Regions from separate parts of the Triticum aestivum genome. Here region 2 is linked to region 1. Evidence: chromatin contacts called from public Hi-C data. All regions are on one chromosome and are shown on one strand. The core of a region is the stretch at or near the end of the contact, and the rest is flanking DNA. Distances in the headings are between cores, read along the strand shown. Region 1 has its middle 42 kb from the start of LOC123148413. Region 2 holds the start of LOC123148413 (E3 ubiquitin ligase BIG BROTHER-related).

The links. Hi-C and Micro-C count contacts between places; a contact is called where the count stands out from the background.
Region 2: a Hi-C map of leaf shows a contact between it and region 1, with 2.8 times the contacts expected there. The contact joins the promoter of LOC123148413 here to the enhancer-like site in region 1. A contact is called at or near these places in 2 of 5 Hi-C or Micro-C datasets (both in leaf).

Annotation. Positions count from the first base shown.
Region 1 is chr7A:27,317,550-27,320,431 of IWGSC CS RefSeq v2.1, reverse strand. No RefSeq gene overlaps it. Among protein-coding and RNA genes, the nearest start is that of LOC123148413, 42 kb to the left of the region's middle. Within about 2 kb of position 1,376, at least 1 of the 8 cell types and tissues checked has an H3K27ac peak or open chromatin away from gene starts, as enhancers often do. A contact at or near this core is called in leaf, where this site is marked.
Region 2 is chr7A:27,359,749-27,362,575 of IWGSC CS RefSeq v2.1, reverse strand. LOC123148413 (E3 ubiquitin ligase BIG BROTHER-related) reads right to left here and starts at 1,323. Exons shown (of 8, transcript XM_044567839.1): 1 at 1,194-1,323; 2 at 725-887; 3 at 423-630; 4 at 266-330; 5 at 94-168. The coding sequence starts at 850. It overlaps LOC123148415 (a long non-coding RNA gene), which reads left to right and starts at 745. Exons shown (of 3, transcript XR_006473820.1): 1 at 745-878.

The sequences.
Region 1 (2,882 bases), core at 127-2,626:
CCTCACGATTCCCACACTTGGTGCTCGAGGTTGGGGTTGAGTGCGTTAGCAAAACAAAAAACAATTGCCAGAGCTTTAGCAAAAGTGCACAAAAATTATACATGCGTGGCTAAGAAAGATCACCGGCCACGCTAGATATCGACGTCGAGCAAACCTTTGCGGCCGGCCGTCTTTGGAGAAGATTGCGTGCCACGAAAGAGGCCAAGGACTTGGGGTCAAGCAACCAACCGAGCAGTGGATGACGGCAAGCTGATTGCGTTCTTAATTCAGGCTGACAGGGACAACACACGGTAGTAATTTTTTGTGTTAGTTGGTGGGGATAGATAATTACCGTCTGAAGTAAGTCGGAGCCCGTCCGCGAGCGCGACGTCCTTGTGATCCGATGGCTCGATTCCTACGTGATGTGAAAATGACCCGAATGGAATTTGTTCATCTTCCCAGTCACCTTTGCCTGTCTATCTATCTATCTGAATCCTCAGCATTGACATGTGTGCTCCCCTGTCTGTTTACGAGGAGAGGAGATTAATTGGGTGCCATGGAAAGGCCAAAAACAAGCAACCGAATGATGTGGAGGACCCTCAGCTCATTGTGTCCCTAGCTAATTCATTCAGGTTGGCAGGGACAAGACGTCGCGCTACGGTTTTGTGTCAGTTGGTGGAGATAATTACCATTTGTTGTAGTTTTGTGCATACACCCATAATTAGGCAGGGCTCCTGCAAGTCATAAGACGTTCCCGCGCTAGTTCTTCGGCATAGATAACCAAGGATAAAAAAGACACGGTTGCCAGAGTTATAGTTGCAGGTGCACATAAATTACCCGTGCGTTGCGTGGCTAAGAAGGGAAAGATCACCGGCCAAATCTGTGTGGCCGTCTTCTGAGAAGATTGCGCGCTGCGCACCAATGAGGCCAAAGACTTGGGTCAAGTCAACCGACCGAGCGATGAAGGACGTCAAGCTGATTCATTACACTTGTCTTCTTAATTCAGGTTGACGGGGACAACACATTGCACCTTTTTTTTGCGTGTTAGTTGGTGGGGATAGATAATTACCGTCTGTGCGTCCACCCGTGATTAAATTACCTAGGGGGAAAAATATCGACGGAGATGATGGCATCTTCTCCTTCTCCTTGGCTTTCCATCTGCCTATTTGGACAAGGTTTTAGCTGCTCTATTTTTCAGGACATGAGATGGTAACTTCCTCAGGTTGATCTATGTAACTCACCCATCGAGTGCTCTTCAGAAAATAAACCCCTAACTGCAAAAATAGCCTGAATGGAATTAAGTGTTATGCACAATATCACATGTGTCTGAATCCTCAGCATTGACCGGCGTCCTTGTGGAGTGTCCTGTCTGAACACACGTTCACACCTTGGGCAGATGACGACGCGACGGCTTTCGATATCTAGATTGATGTGCACAGCTGAATGCACGTAAAGGTTACTACTGTACTCCATCCGTCCGAAAATACTTCTGCTAGAAATGAATATATCTAGACTTTTTTTAGTTATGGATACAACTATTTTATCACAAGTATTTCCGGACGGAGGGAGTACTTGCTACGAGTCTCTTCCACGCGGGTTTCAGCTCGCATGCATGGCAAAAACAAGTTATCAAGTTTTCCTTTTGTGAATAACATGTGGATATAGCAAAATTTCTTTTACGGGTATAGCAAGTTATTTAGCTGAATGCAACAAAGCAGGCAGCACGACCGCTCAAGGTGAAGTAAACCAAAGCCCGCCCCGACATTTTGGTGCAGATAAACGGCCAAAGCACCGCCATCCGCACGACCCAAATTGCAAAAAAAAAAAGTTAAGAAAGAACACAATGAGCAATATATATTAAAAATATTGCCTTGAAATTTTAAATTCACAAACTATATCAAAATAAACATGACATAGAGCTAGGAAAACTATAGTACTACGTAAATACAAAAGCCATCGCTTTCAAATTTAATTTTCGTAGCGAAGGTGGAAACAAAGCTATGGCTGTGTGCATCACTTGATGCAGAGGCCCGGGGTAATTCTCTTTTTTGAAAAAACTGATGGCAACAAAGCTAGTGGAAACATGGTCGATAGGAGAGAAGCCCGCCACGTGCACAGTGGCCTGTGGCAAAAGGACCATGATTTAGCCCAGTGAGATCCCATACCCGCAATTGCTAGGGCTATGCCTCACTAGCTCCTCACCTCAAGCGAGCAGTAGGGTGGGCTAGCCCAATAACATGGAACCTTACATCGGTCTCGACCGGTTTGTTTAGGTTCCATGCCGGGTTTTTTCGTTTCCTTGTGTATTTTCTTTATGGTTTTCATTGGTTTCTCTTTCATTTTTTTTTCTATTTTACCCTTTTTCTCTGGTTTTCATTTGTATGATTTTTTTCAATTCTTTCCATTTTTTTTAATACATGTCCACTTTTTAACACACATATAAATTTTTTATACACATTAATTTTTTTTCAAATACATGATGAAGATTTTTTTGAATACAGCTTAATTTTTTTAAATATCTGTTGAACATTTTCAATGCTGTGATTTTTTTTAAAATTACACGTACATTGTATAAACATTTTTTAAAATGTCATAAACATATTTTGTAATTGTGTGAACATTTGTTTTACGAATTTCACATTCTTATAAATGGCACGAAACATTTTCTTACATTTTGCAAACATATAATTTACACTTTATATTCGTTTTTTAAAACGTTAAAAACATTTGTTCTAAAATGCCTGAACATTTTTTTAAATGTAATGCACATTTTTTACGGTACAAACATGTTTAAAGCATTATTTGAATATTTGTAGACTGCATTAACATTATTAAATTCATGATGAACATTTTTTTTATAATTCGAATGTGTATAGAGAAAAATGTAGACCATGTATTGAAAA
Region 2 (2,827 bases), core at 74-2,573, 42 kb before region 1:
CATGCTATTTATTGACAAAGAAATCTCGCGTTCCAAACGGGGCCTTTACGGGTAACAGAAAAAGAAACTGTGGGACATTCATTGAAGACAAACCTCATATGTCATGTTGTCTGGATCAACATCGTCGTTGGTGTCGTCGTTGTCATCATCATCATCCTGCCTAGCAGTCTGCAAACCGGTCTTGGAATTTTTAGTTTGATGCAAGCTGCAGATAACTAGCTTAACAAGCAAGCAACTACAAATATTGGTTCCTATAATAAATCACCTCCTCTTCGTCGCCGCGGTCATCGTCATCATCGGTGTCAGATGGGGAAGGCACACAGCTTATATCTGAATTTAAGCCACACAAGACACCAATATATCAGATGATGATCAGCAAACATCATGTGCCTTGGCTGAACTGAATCAAAAGCATCGCGTACCGTCTTGTTCGTCGTCGTTGGGAGGCGTGTCCACATCCAGATCTTCCATCTCCTGCAGCATCCTGGCGTATTTGAGGTCAGCTGCGATCTGTTCATCTGAAGTTCCTGAGGTTTCTGCTGCTGTGCCACGGCTGCTCTCCCCATGGCAGCAATGCATGCTCCAGGATGCACCAGGGGCCCCTGTGCCGAAGGATTGGTGCAGGCCCTCCTAAGAAAACAAATGAGAACTGTTAATTAAAAAAAAGGTTTCAGTTGACCACAGAATTTTTCTTGAAAAGTGCAGATGCTAATATGAAGCGTACCTGGTGTTGAAGAACATCACCGATCACATACTCGAGGAAGTCATCGTGGTTGGCATCGTCCCCGGCGGTGCTGCTGTAGTGCACGGTGATCCTCCGAAAGGCGCCAGGCGGCCCGACGGTGGCCATGGCCGCCGGCGTCAGGCAGCAACCACCGGTTAGTTACCTACAACAACCTCCAGTGTTAGTTGGGATCAAAGATAGTTTCTGATTAAGAAGCAGGTTCATTCCAACCTCCTTGATGGAGCATGACAATTCTGCTTCCAAAAAAGGAAAGAAAAAGAATTCTCTGTCTCTTTCTTTAGAACAAGCAAAAGAAGTAGCAGTAATAATTTCTGAGGAGGATCTTTCGTTCGGAAGACCGAAGGCGCAGAGCGGAAGCGAAGCGCAGAGCTCCGTTGCGATGAAGAGGAGAAAAGGGAGGAAGGGGGAAGAATCATGAACAGGAGGATTGGTTGGAAGAGATGCTTACTTTTTTCTCCGTTTCTTCAGAGCCTGATGATGATCTCCCTTTCCTGCTCTTCTCCTGTGTTCTCTTCTCTTCTCCCAGCTGAGCTCTCACCTTCTCAAGGTTGGATGGTTGGGTGCTTTGTTAATGAGGGGGTGGTTGGTTGGTTAGCTGCCTCCAAAGTGCTTACTTATATATACGCGGACCGCCCGCTCTCGCCGTCTCTGTTTTTTCTAGAAAAAAGAGCTGTGGAGGAGGCCCCGACGGTATATAAATTTATGAACAAATTATAAATATATGCAAAGGGAGAGGCGCGGGAAATGTACAAAATGTGTAGAGGGAGAAAGAGGCTAGGCCTAAAGATAATCCTCCTGTCTCTGTTCACTGCATACCCCAACTGAACTAACTGTTGAGGAGCTTTCATCTCAGATTTTGTGATCTGCCTTTATTTTTTCTTCCTCCTTCCTTTCTTTTTACCTCTACATATGTTAACCACATTCTTTTTTATAAACATATGCACTAGGAATTCCTGGTATTTCCCATCAATGAAAAAACTAATTATAGATTAACACATGTATTAGGTCAGAAAGAGATCTGACTTAGGCCTGAAGATATCCTGTCCCTATCCTTCACAGGTGGCAAGCAAGAGGTTCACTGCATACTCCAACTGAACTAAATTATAGTGTTCAACTCAGGATTGTCTTGTTAACCAGTTGTTATGCATGATAATTGCGCTTAAGGTCATGCCGGTTCCAGTTGTGAACAGCTGCATGATCACAACTGGCTTATCCTGACCTCACTTCGATGACTTGGCACGGCTGCGTCATCAGGCGGGTCGTCGACGTCGCTGTTCGTTGCAGCACCGGCGTCGACTCCAAAGTCTCCTCTCCTGACTGTAATGATCATCATCCACCACATGCTGCTTAATTTTGAGGCTTTATTATTTGTTTAGTTTAGCGGTAGTTGTGGCTCCTGTTGTTGTTAACTAGACGCGTCACATGGGGCTGAATTCAGACAGAGATTTTATGCTCTTGGGATCATAATAAAAACCGCCTGTAGCTTCCTTGGAACTGCAAAATAATGGCAATAATGCAGACAACCCTCTGAATCTAGGAGCATGTTCATGGACCTGCATCTGACCACATATTTTTATCCTCTTATATGAGACAGTATAGAACAACACCGTAATATACGGTTCCTAATTACATGATTAGCTCCATCCAGGTCATGTGCAAACACACTTGGTTAAGAAGTTTGCTATGTTCAATGCTGATCTGCCACTGGGTGCTACAAGTGTATGGAGAATCTTGACAGGTTCAAACCAGAGACTGACATGATTATTAACACACATGATTAGGTAGCTATCCCTTTCGCGGCCCCTCCCTCGCCCAATCAGCACCGGTCTTATGTGGCTAAGAGCACCGACCACGCAACCGATTTCGACATCTCGTGTCAAAGAAATCTTTGTGGGACAGATTTTCTGAGCAGTGTTGATCTCAACTTCTCAAGTGTCGACACCGGAAGATTGGGTGCCAAGAAAAATGGCAAGGACTTGGGGCTCAGGGTCAACAGTTAAGTAATGGTGATGAGTGATGGAGGATGCCAATCTGATTCAGCTATGCTCCTAATACAAGTGGTAAGAGGCAAGATGTATGAGA